Linked DNA regions of Sus scrofa: region 1 is linked to region 2. The links are chromatin contacts, called in public HiChIP or PLAC-seq maps. All regions are on one chromosome and are shown on one strand. The core of a region is the stretch at or near the end of the contact, and the rest is flanking DNA. Distances in the headings are between cores, read along the strand shown.

Evidence for each region. HiChIP or PLAC-seq counts read pairs in DNA pulled down with a chosen protein or histone mark.
Region 1: an H3K27ac HiChIP or PLAC-seq map of alveolar macrophages shows a contact between it and region 2. The contact joins two enhancer-like sites. A contact is called at or near these places in 1 of 5 promoter capture datasets (fetal skeletal muscle), 31 of 47 Hi-C or Micro-C datasets (adipose tissue, alveolar macrophages, blood and 17 more) and 2 of 2 datasets of contacts at active chromatin or transcription factors (alveolar macrophages and skeletal muscle).

What each region holds. Positions count from the first base shown.
Region 1 is chr10:64,876,983-64,882,562 of Sscrofa11.1, reverse strand. No RefSeq gene overlaps it. Among named protein-coding and RNA genes, the nearest start is that of PFKFB3, 21 kb to the right of the region's middle. Within about 2 kb of position 2,167, at least 3 of the 83 cell types and tissues checked have an H3K27ac peak or open chromatin away from gene starts, as enhancers often do. A contact at or near this core is called in alveolar macrophages and retroperitoneal adipose tissue, where this site is marked.
Region 2 is chr10:64,644,075-64,650,229 of Sscrofa11.1, reverse strand. No RefSeq gene overlaps it. Among named protein-coding and RNA genes, the nearest start is that of PRKCQ, 200 kb to the right of the region's middle. Within about 2 kb of position 1,284, at least 6 of the 83 cell types and tissues checked have an H3K27ac peak or open chromatin away from gene starts, as enhancers often do. A contact at or near this core is called in alveolar macrophages and retroperitoneal adipose tissue, where this site is marked.

The DNA.
Region 1 (5,580 bases), core at 918-3,417, 230 kb before region 2:
ATACGTTATTCACACACATTGTGCTCCATTCCGCGCTCTCTAGGTGAGAGCTGAAGTCCTTCTTCTGCCTTAGGAGTCCAGTTGGGGTCCTGCTTCCCATTGAGTGAGTCTTGTCTTCTCAGGCTCCTCTTGGTTGACTGTTTCTCAGACTTGCCTTGTTGGGGGATGACCGTGACGGTTTCGAGCACCGCTCAGTGTTTTGTCATCATCCCTCAGCCGGGAAAGGTCGGCTGTCTTTCCCATGGTTGGACGGGGGTGGACTTTCCGGGCGAGCAGAACCGCAGAAGTGGAGTGTGTTCCCGCCACCTCGCATCAAGCGTGTGCACGCAGAGCACAGCTGGTTACTGTTGACCTTGACCCGATGGCCTGGCAGAGGTCGGGTTGGCCAGGCCTCTCCCCTGGGAGGTTACGCCTTCGTCTCCCTGTCCACACTCTGCTCTTTGGAGGAGAGTCGCTGTGCACAGCCCACACTTGAGGAGGAGGAGCTGTGTTCCACCTCCTTAGGGTGGAGGAGCCACAGAAATTGTTGGAAATTCAGTTCTTCCCCCACATGTTTACGGATTCAGCCATTTATACCAGTTTGAACACGTGGCTCTTTATCTTACGCTTTGCATTACCATCCAGTCTCATTTTGTGCTGTTGCTCGCCTTGCTCCAGCTCTGGCTATTGGAAGCTTCTGCCCTTGGCCCACGTATCCCTTTAGCTTTCAACATCCCATCATGGTGTGGTGTTATCACACTTCCTTACTCTCGGGAACCACAAGATGCCCCAGGCTCACCCTGTCTTTCCCGCCCCCGCCCAGAATCAGCCGCTTCTCCAAGGAGCCAGGCATGGCTCCTTGTACCGGAGGATGGTATTAGAAACCCAGATCTGGGTGGCAGGTATGCTCGTTGCTGTTGGCGTGTCATTGGGTCCAGGCTGCCTCAGCTGATGGAGCAAGGAAATGCATGTGTGTAGAAAGGGACCCATCTGTATAGTAAGGTAAGCCCAGGTCCTGCTGATGTCCCCAACTCTGCTCCGATCTTTCTCGCCTCCCCCACCCGCTTGACGGTAACTTCCCACTGCAGCACCCGCTTCATTGCTCAGTCCCAGGGTCCCGACGAGCCCTTTGGGGGTTGTCAATCCACCCAGTGGACCCCAGTCCTTTCCGGAGCTACTTAGCTTGACTCTTCATCCCCCACCCCAGCCCTCAGGGATCCTGTTTTATGTGTTTGTGAAGCATTTCAATGTATTTGCCGCATTCTACGTGTCATCCTGGGATCCAGCAACATTCTAAATGAGTTTTTCAAAACCTATGTACATCAAGGCTTCTTCTTTGGCAGTGAAGTTTTACGGGCTTTGGCAAAGGCTTAATGTTGTGTAGTCACATGAGACTACCCTTCAGAACGGTTTCACTGCCCTCTGCCCTAAAAGCCGCCCTGTGCCACCCGTATTCACCCTGTGCCTGGCAGCCCCTGCTGTTTACTGTCTCTGCCGTTTTGCCTTTTCTGGATCACGTAGTGCAATCATACATTATGCAGCCTTTTCAGTCTGGCCTCCTTCACTTAGCATCGTGCATTTTCAAGTCGTCTGTACCCCTTTGTGGCTGGACAGCTCGTTTTTTATCCTGTTATCTGGAGGCAACCGTTTCTTTATCCGTTTCCCTACTGAGGGGCAGCTTGGCCACTTCTGGGTTTTGGTGACTATGAATAAAGCTGCTATGAACATTTATGCACAGGCGTGGGTTTTTTTTTGTGGATATAAGTGTGTCCATTCATTGGGTGAGTGGGGAGTGGGATTGCTGGATTGCAGGGCAGGGCTGTTTAGTTTCGTCTCTCCCGTGTTCTCAGACTCGCTGTACTGATGGCTTTTCTCCCGTCTCTGTCTTCCTTGGGGGAAACGTCCACCCCTGGAATGTTAACCCACTCGGCTATTCCCCATGGGCCCTCCTGTTCTTCCTTCCGGGCCGGGCTCTCCGAGAGCCGCCCCCTCTCCTGCCTCCTCTTAGTCTGTTCAGCCCTTCGGTTCAACCCACACCCAGGGAACGGGGTTGCAATGACTGCAGGGTCGACCCTCCTCCCCGCTGGCTTCCTCCTCCGATGCTCTGTGGAAAGTCACTGTGCCCAACCTCCTGGGCTCAATCCCGTGCTCTTCCTTGACGTCGATGGCATCTGCCACAGCTAACCCCGCCCTTCTTGAGGCCCGTGACCCCTCCTCCTGGCACTGCTGCCCTTTATCTCTGACCTTCACCCTCTTCCTAGGAGTTTTCTCTACTCCCCTGCTTTCTGTCTGCTGTGGCCAAGACACATCCTGTCTCAGCCAGTCCTCGTTACAGAACTTCAGATCTGTACCCAGCTGCCAGTTAGATGACACTTCTCATCCCAAACACGTCCCCGGCGTCTCAGCTTTCCCCCTTCGAACCTGCCAAGTCCTCTGATTTGGTACCTTCCGAGGCTCCTCCCTTCCTTGTATCCGCCTGATAGCTAATCAAGACCCCCCCTCCCTTTTTTTTTTTTTTTTTTGCCCTTTTAGGGCTGCACCTGAGGCATATGGAGGGCCCCAGGCTAGGGGTCTAATTGGAGCTGCAGCTGCCAGCCTACACCACAGCCACAGCGATGCAGGATCCAAGCAGTGTCTGGGACCTACACCACAGCTCACGGCAACGCCAGATCCTAAACCCACTGAGCGAGGCCAGGGATCAAACCTGTGTCCTCATGGATGCTAGTCAGATTCCTTCTGCTGAGCCACGATGGAAACTCCTCTAGACCCTTTGATGTTATTCCTTTTCTGCCTTTCGTGTTAACCGGGGGGAGCGCCTTGACCTCAGACCTGCATCCTTTCTTGCTGGTAACAGACCGTGGCCTCCGGCTGGACTCCCTGCTCTAATCTCACCCTCCTCTGAGCTGCCACATGGTGCCCAGCTATTCAGGTGACCCGAATGGTAGTCTCTCGACCCTTCTCTGCAGCCACGTCTAGACTCTGTAAGCGAGGAAGCTGGGGACACCTTCTGCCCAGGCCCTGCTTCTCCCCTCTAACGCTCGCCTCCTGTTCCGGCAGCAGGAGCTCAGGCAGGGATTTGCCCGCGTTCTGTCCCCCAGAGAGCTTGCCCTTCCCGCTCTTCTCCCAGCAGCAGTCTTGCCCTGGGCAGCTGCTCAAGTGACATAAATGAGCCCACGGGCCTTGCAGGGGAAGCCACAGGCCTCTGCTCCCTGCCACCTGCGGCAGCTCCTGTCACTCTTTCAGCTGGTTGCTTCTGGTCTCTGCCTCCTTGTTTCCAAACACAGCCTCTATGGAGTTCCTGTGTGGCGCAGCAGAAATGAATCGACTAGGAACCATGAGGCCGTGGGTTCGATCCCTGGCCTCGCTCAGTGGGTGAAGGATCCGGCGTTGCCGTGAGCTGTGGTGTAGGCTGGCAGCTGTACCTCCCATTCAACCCCTAGCCTGGGAACCTCCATATGCCGCAGGTGCGGCCCTAAAAATGAAACAAAACCATCAAAACCAAATACGGCCTCCTGAGGCTGCGTCCCCTCCTCTGTCCCCTTCTGAGCAGGCGTCGAGGGGGACTGTCTGAACGCAGTCGCCTTACTTCCCGCTCGCGCTTCATGCTGCTGCCGCACAGGGAGTAAATCGGAGACGAGGACACTGGCTCAGGGATGGGAGACCCGGCCTGCGGGGGGAGTCATGCCCAAGGCCACGGACGGGAATCTTGGTCCGGTAGCCGTGACCTGCAGAGGCCTGGAGGTCTCAGTCCACACGGAGCAGGGCTCCAAGGGGGGAACGCAGTTCCAAGGCTCCAAGGGAGCTGATGCAGTTCCAAGGAAAACTTGACTCAGTTAATTCCAGGAAAAGTTGTGTAATAATGAAAATGCATCACCACATACAATTGGTTCTGCTGAGAAATTATATGGAATGTCCTAAAAATACGAATACGGATTTGTTTTTAATGTTGTTTATAACAAACTTGAAAGAATGAACAGAGTTAAGTGTTTGAAGGCAGGACTCTTCCATTTTCTAGGAAGTCAATGGATTATGAAAGCTCTGTCTCCTCCACGTTAGATCCTTTGTCCTCAGTTCCCTGATTTCCTCCTTTTTTTTGGTCTTTTTAGGGCTACACCTGCAGCATTTGGAGGTTCCCAGGCTAGGGCTCGAATTGGAGCTGCAGCTGCCGGTCTACACCACAGCCACAGCAACGCAGGATCCAAGATGCATTTCAACCTATACCCCAGCTCAGGGCAACACCGGATCCTTGACCCACTGAACGAGGCCAGGGATCGAACCTGTGTCCTCATGGATGCGGGTCAGATTTGTTGCCACTGAGACACAGCAGGAACATCTCCTGTTTTTGGTGGAGCTTCTCTTCTAGTAGGTTTCTGAGAAAAGAGACTTGGAAGGTGTGTTTTCTGAAGGTTTGCCTCTGAACAGTCTGAATTCTATCATCACACTTAATTGATGCTCAGACTTAGTATGGACTTCTTGGTTAAATTCCATTTTCCCTCAGGATTCTGAAGGCGTTGCTGCACTGTTCTCTTCCTCTCTTTCTGTTGAGGGAATCGGTATCATCTTCTATGACATGTTTTCTTCTCTTTTGGAGCCACCGTTGTCAAGTGCTGTGACTGTGTGTCGTGATGCGCCCCCTCCACCCTCTGCTGGGCATTTGAGACAGACTCTCCGTCTGGCAGTTCATGCCCTTTGAATCCCTGTCCTGGAAATTTCCATGGAAACTTGCTTTGATAATTCCCTCCCCTTCCTTCATGGTGCCTCTTTCTGGAGCTTGCGTGAGTTGATGTGTTTCTGGATCGGTCTATCTCCTTTTCTCTCTTGTGTGCTGGCCTCTGATCTAAAGCAATAAGACACAGAAGTGCTCGAGTCCTGGACCAGAAGCTTGAGTCTAGATGGATCTAAATTATGGAGCTGCCTGTGGTTGTTTTGCTTTTTTAAGGCAAGAGAGTCTAATGACGTCTAGATCTTTTGAAGAATAATGAATTTTAAAATGACGTTTTATGTAAATACACATACATTGACAATATGGGAAAGTGAGCCGTTCTAGAATTAGATTCCTCACACTCAGTACTCAGTTGTTAAGCCACAGATATTATTTACTGAATGAAGAGCAACACATAGACCCTATACCGTGAAACGCTGTTTGGTAAGTCTCCTTTGTTTGGGTATCAGCCAGACATTCACAAAATAGATTTCCCTTTTAAAAAGTCATTTAAAACTTAGAGAAAATAACTACAAACTTTTTTTTAAAGAGCGATTATTTCACACCTAGAATGCCTTGAGTTCATACAACTATGACAACAGGGAAAGATAGTGTTACATTATTGTCCCCGTAAAAGTTACAGATTTGCAAATATTTTAAAATGTTTCAGGACACCAGCAACTTCCGGCTTTGGTAACAGCTGGGTCTTTTTCTTTAGCAACCACCTTTTTTTCCTCCTCTGCACTCTCACATGGTATTAAAAATATCTCATTAAAGCTCTCCTATTATCTGCTTCCTGCCCTTTTCTCCTGCTGCGTAAGTGTGAACACGTGAAGTCCTCACAGTTCTGCTAAGCCAGGCACTGTCCCCGTGGGCAGGCTGGGAGCACGTGGGTTGGG
Region 2 (6,155 bases), core at 35-2,534:
CCTCCTTGTGGCCTCTCCCTGGGCAGCTTTAAGGACATGACTAAGTAGACTTGAGCACATGGGTAATAATAATAATTAGATTTGCATCCATGTAGTTCGTTGTTTTATGAACATGTTTTTTCATTAATCAGTCTTTACAGCAACCCGACACAGTAGAAATGATGGCTCTTAGCCTTTTGCTGATGAAAAACTGGGCTTCTGACAATGACTGGTAGAGGGAGCAGAGCTCGAACGCGCTCGTCCAAGGCTCTGATTCCTGCACATTTTCCTGCTGAGTTGCAGCAGTGGCCCAGAGGGTCGACCAGATGACTGATAGTCACTGCTCTATGATCTGCAGCTCTTTTCTGATCTGTTCTTTAAACATGTGGAGATTACACGGATTAAAGGTGGGATGCACATTTTGAACTAAGAGCAAGGCAGAAGAACTGATTCTTCGGATGCCTCATCTTGCCTGATGAATGAAGTGTCTCAAGTCCAAGACAGCCCTGGGTACGGTGGCAGGAACAGTGGCAGTAGAGGCAGCTTTTCTCACGTTCCTCTGCCTCCCTCTAGAGACTCAAGTCCAGAATTACTGTCATATATTTTATGTACTATTTTATATATATGTAAAATAGTAATATGTAATGTAATATAATAGTAATATATACATATATAAATACAGCAGTGATATGTATATGTATTTATTTATTTTTGCAGTACAGTTGTTGCAAGAACACAGAGGCTACGAAAGATGCCAAGTCTTAACTTTTCCTTCCTTCCTTTTCTCCCTCTGCCTCATGCGTGGGAAGCACTATAGTGACAGCCAAGGAGACAAAGATAAAATCCTGGCTCAGGGTTTTTATCTTCCTGTTCTTTTTTCTCACTTTGGCAATCCCTCTTTGTACCAAAAACAAAAACAAAAAACCCCAAACCAAACCAAACAACAGCAACAACCACAACAACCGCCAAGGAAAGGAAGAGTGGACGTGACCACTCCTCCCAGGTCCCCCTTTCTCACGTAGGTGGCGCTCCGTGTTGTATGCGACACTCCACTGAGGGCAGGACGCCCTTTGCTCTGTGTCTGCACATTATACCCTGGCCGCTCCCCCCTTCTCTCTTCCCTCCTCCCCGCTCCTCTCCCCCCCCATCTCTCTAATCCTTCACTAAGCTTTTGTGTCTTGTGTTCGCTCTGCTCTGCCCACTAATATCCTAGGCAGGGGAGCCAGGGACACCTTCGACACACTCATCCCCGAGGGTTCCTCTCTTGCCTGAGACACCGCTCACCTCTGTGCTGGAACATTTTGTTTCCAGCAATTTGCAGAAGGCAAAACCTCCGAGGCAGAAGTGTGGTGGGAGTCGGGCTCCTCAATGCCACTGTCCTCAGACAAACACCAAGGAATGTGCTACCAGCCCCAACACGACGGCTGCCGTTGAGGCCATGCCTTCTGCTTGGAAACGAGGAAAGGAGGGAAGGGGTCGTACCGAGCATGCTTTCTTTGCAGCGGGATTCAAGGGGTTTGAGTCTACCAGCTTCTCCCCGGAGCTGCCCTGTGTCTGTGGACCGGGAGTTCCTGGATCTTCCCCAGCTGAGACTGGTGGGTCTCAGATGAAATGTTGGCCAGGCACAGAAGCAGTGCTTCTCCTCATGCTAAAGACTTGACGGAACTCGGGGAAGGTAGTCTGTGGGTATTTCACATAGAATTCAAGGTGACTCTTATCCGTGTGCCTCTTATTATTGCCGCAAGCACACTGTTCTGCAATCTGGCATTTCACCCTATAGCTGCAAGGGCTTGAATTATGTAAGTTTATTTTTGCATCTCCAGTGCTTGGGACATGGTGCTCAAGAATGGCTTGTTTGAAGAATGAATGAATGCCCTGTAAAACTCCTAGAGGAGAACATAGGCAGAACACTCACTCTCTCACATGAATCACAGCAAATTTTTTTGGATCGGTCTCCTAGAGTTATGGAAACAAAAGAAAAAATAAACAAATGGGATCTAATTAAACCTAAAAGCTTTTGCACAGCAAAGGAAACCATAAACAAAATGAAATGACAACCTATGGGAACGGGAGGAAATATTTGCAAGCGATACAACTGCCAAGGGCTCAGTCTCCAAATGTACGAATAACTTATGCAACAACAGCAAAAAAAAAACAACCCAATCAAAAAATGGGAAAAGGGAGGTCCCCCTGTGGTGGGGTGGGTAGAGTCTCTGATTGCAGCGGCTCGGGTCACTGCAGAGAGGCAGGTTTGATCCCCAGCCCAGCACAGTGGGTTAAAGTATCTGTCATGGCTGCAGCTGTGACTCAGATTCAAGTCTCGGCCTGGGAACTTCCACGTGCTGCAGTGCAGCCATTGAAAAAGGAAGGGGGGCAGAAGACCTAGATAGACAGGTCTCCAAAGACACACAGATGGCCAACAGGCACAGGAAAAGATACTCAATATTGCTAACTAGTAGAGAAATGCAAATCAAAACTGTGAGGTGTCACCTTCACACCAGTCTGAATGGTCATTATCAAGAAGTCTACAAACAATAAATGCTGGAGAGGGTGTGGAGAAAAGGGAACTCTCCTAAACCCTAAAGGGTTGGTGGGAATGCAAATGGGTGCAGCCACTATGCCAAAGAGTATGGTGTATCCTTGGAAAACTACCATAGGATCCAGCAGTCCCGCTCCTGGGCATGTAACTGGAAAAGAAGAACATTCTAATTCTGAAAGATGCATGCACCCTAATGTTCATAGCAGCACTATTTACAATAGCCAAGACATGGAAACAACCTAAATATTCGACAGATGAGTGGATAGAGTACTGTGTGTATCCATCCATTCATCCATCCATATATACACACAATGGAATATTACTCAGCCATGAAAAGAATAAAATACGTCAATTGCAGCAACATGGGTGGGCCTAGAGATTATCATACAAAGTGAAGTAAGCCGGACAGAGAAAGACAAATATCGTATGATTTCACTTGTGTGTGGAATCTAAAATAAAAAGACACAAATGAATTTATTTACACAACAGAAATGGGCTCACAGACGTAGAAAACAAATCTCTGGTTATCAAAGAGGAATAAATTAGGGATTTGGGAGTAACAGATACACACAACTATATTTAAAATAGATTACAACAAGGACAGGGAACTCTAGTGCATATCTTATAATATCCTATAATGGAAAAGAATCTAAAAAAGAATGGAAAAGTAATATCTATAGTACTGAATCACTTTGCTGTCCACCTGAAACATTATAAATCAACTGTACTTCCATAAAAATAAAGAGAATGAATGGATGAGTGAGTAATGATTCGCCTAAGCAAGACTCTGTTCTTAAAATCAAACACAAACATTAATTTTTTCCTGAGTACACTTTCCAGGCCAACCGTGTGATATGAAGGCTTTTGGGAAAGGTCTTCATGATTTTATAATCTTCGAGGTGAAGAATAAGGCATAAAACTACCTATGAAGCAATGACAGAAGCTACTAGGCTACAAAAGCAAGGAAAAAACACCTGCAAAGACAAACTTTCTAATAAAAAGCACCCGGAGATCTGACAGTTGAGAGAGAATTTGGGGTCATTGTGATCACGGTTGTAGGTGTAAGAACGAACAAATAGAGATGTCTACTCTTTCTCTGCCAAGGTTAAGGGCCAAATCTTTATGGTCCTTAGGGAGAGTGTGCCTTTGTGGGGAAGACTGAGCCAGGTGAGAGCTAGGGGACTCATTCTAATTCCCACCTAAAGGTTCAATGGAAAAGTCCCTTTAGTGCCAAATTCTGAGAGTGGATTCCATCTTCCGTGTTTATACCTGAATAATGAGCAGATCAGTACTTTTCCTTCTGGCAAATCTGTGTATTAGCCACGTCTCTGCTTGGCCTTTTTTTCAATAAGACTTTCCTCAGCTGTTCTTGTTTCTGTTCCACCCCCACCCCCGGCCCCTCCCAACCCAGAACTTTGCCTGCTCTCTTGTTTTCCAGTTACACCAGTTACTTAAGTGTTAGTTACTCAGTGTGATTGGCATCTCCACCAGGGGACTCCTGGGCTCTCAGAATCTTTCTGATCTAGGAGGTAAACCAACATCATGGGATGGTCATTTTGCAGTAGATACCTGTATCAAGTTATGTCCAACAACTCACATGGATACAACGTTGTGTGTTGATGATAATTCAGTTAAAAAATACAACAAAAAATAAGATTTTTAATAGTAAAATGTTAAACGGGGTGGTTGGGAAGGCAGAATTGTTGAAGAGGGAATTTGCCTGGTATCTTCCAAACCACTCCTCGTAGGTGACTCATTTTGTTCATCTTGCTTTTTTCGAAAGGAACTTCCTATGATTCTGGATGGGCAGACTGCAACTCCTGGCCGCACCAGGCTCTGACTGAGATCACAGGAGAACTAGCTACTTCTTGAAACTGCCACGGTCCCCACCGAGCGGATGGGAACAGTGACAGCACCAGGGCCTAAGGTGTCTGTTGCCAAGGAGACCCTGCGGCTGGAATGATGATTTCAACCTGGAGTCCAGGTCAGACAGGTGGGCTGCCTAGAGCTTGGCCAGCCAGCGTCTGTCTTCCAAGGCAGCTTGGCCATTTGTTTTGAGCTTGTGTTATAGCTAATGCAGTTCATGTTTTATCCAAGTGGAGAAAAAGCATAATGATAACTGTGCCCTTAGACATTGAGGCTGGTTTGTAAAAAGAGAAGTCGGAAGCGTGGTTTGGTTTTAAAATGTATAGTGTTTTAGAAAAATCCGTGGTTTAGAATAATTTATCTTAGAAGATAGCTGTATCAAATATCATACGAAGATTATTCTTTTAAGACTCAGAATTGTGTTCTAGTCCAGTCTCCGCCATCCAATACTCAGGTTACTTTTTTGGACATGTCTAAAAGCAAACTTTGGTGTAGCTGAAACCTGTGGTTCCAGAATTCAGCTGTAAAATAATCTTAACGTGAGTCTCCCCCTAGTGGCTGAAAGTATAATCGCAGCGTCTATCAACTCAATGCAGTAAGAAACCTAAATTCTATACAACACGGTGATTTATTACCCTGTAACTGAAATAATGCAGGTACATCAATTGGCTCACAAGCCCTGAGTAAATGGTGGGGATTATTGCCATGAACGGCTTGTCCTTGCTGAGCTCCAGAGGAACTTTCACCCAAGGGTAAAAGAAACCTTGTCAGGTGTTGACTGCAATATTGTAACAGTAAAGATTAGAAATAGCCCAAATAGGAGTTTCTGATGTGGTGCAGCAGGAACAGACCTGACTAGTATCCATGAGGAGGCGGGCTCAATCCCTGGCCCCGCTCAGTGGGTCAAGGATTACGCATTGCCAAGAGCTGTGGTGTAGGTCACAGATGTGGCTTGGATCCTGTGTTGCTGTGGCTGTGGTGTAGACCGACAGCTGCAGCTCAAATTCAACCCCTAGTCTGGGAACCTCCATATGCCATGGGTGCGACCCTTAAAAAACAAACAAACAAACAAACGAAAACAACCCAAATGTCTATCCGTAGGACAGTAGCAGGCTTGCCCCATGAAATACTATACAAAGTGAAAATCAATTATCTAGAGTTACATTTGACAACCTAAGTCACAGCATAAATGCATCTTTAATGCAAATAACCCTATTTACCCTGGATCCCTCCCGCTTTGTCCCTCTCATGCCCTCTACGGGCAAAGCTTCATATTGCACCAGCTGCAGGGTGACTACACTGGGTGAAGGGTGGATTTGGAGCTGAGAGACAGTGCATGGACATCTCGCACAACCATGGACTAGGTTTAAAATGTCACAGTCCTAAGAAAAGTTGACGGTAAGAGAGCATTTCCTGTGCGACCCTTCCCTACGGCCGTCCTCCCTTTTTCCACAGGTTCCTGAAACTCTTCAAGGAGTTTTTCCAGCACAATAGATTGTGTCGTTTAAGACCATAGCTTCTGGAAAACACTGTCTGGGTGATAATCCTGCCTCTGCCACTTACTAGCTGTGTACTGAGTCTCTCCCCACCCCCGTCATGCTGCAGTTTTCTTATTTGTAACGCAAGAATAATAGGATTATTATTGATAGGATTTCATAATTTCAGTAATTTCAGTTTTCTGAAGGTTAAATGAGTGAACATTTAGAACAGAGCCTGGCATTTGATGACCACTCCATAAATGTGAACTGTTTTTGACTTCCATTTTAAATTG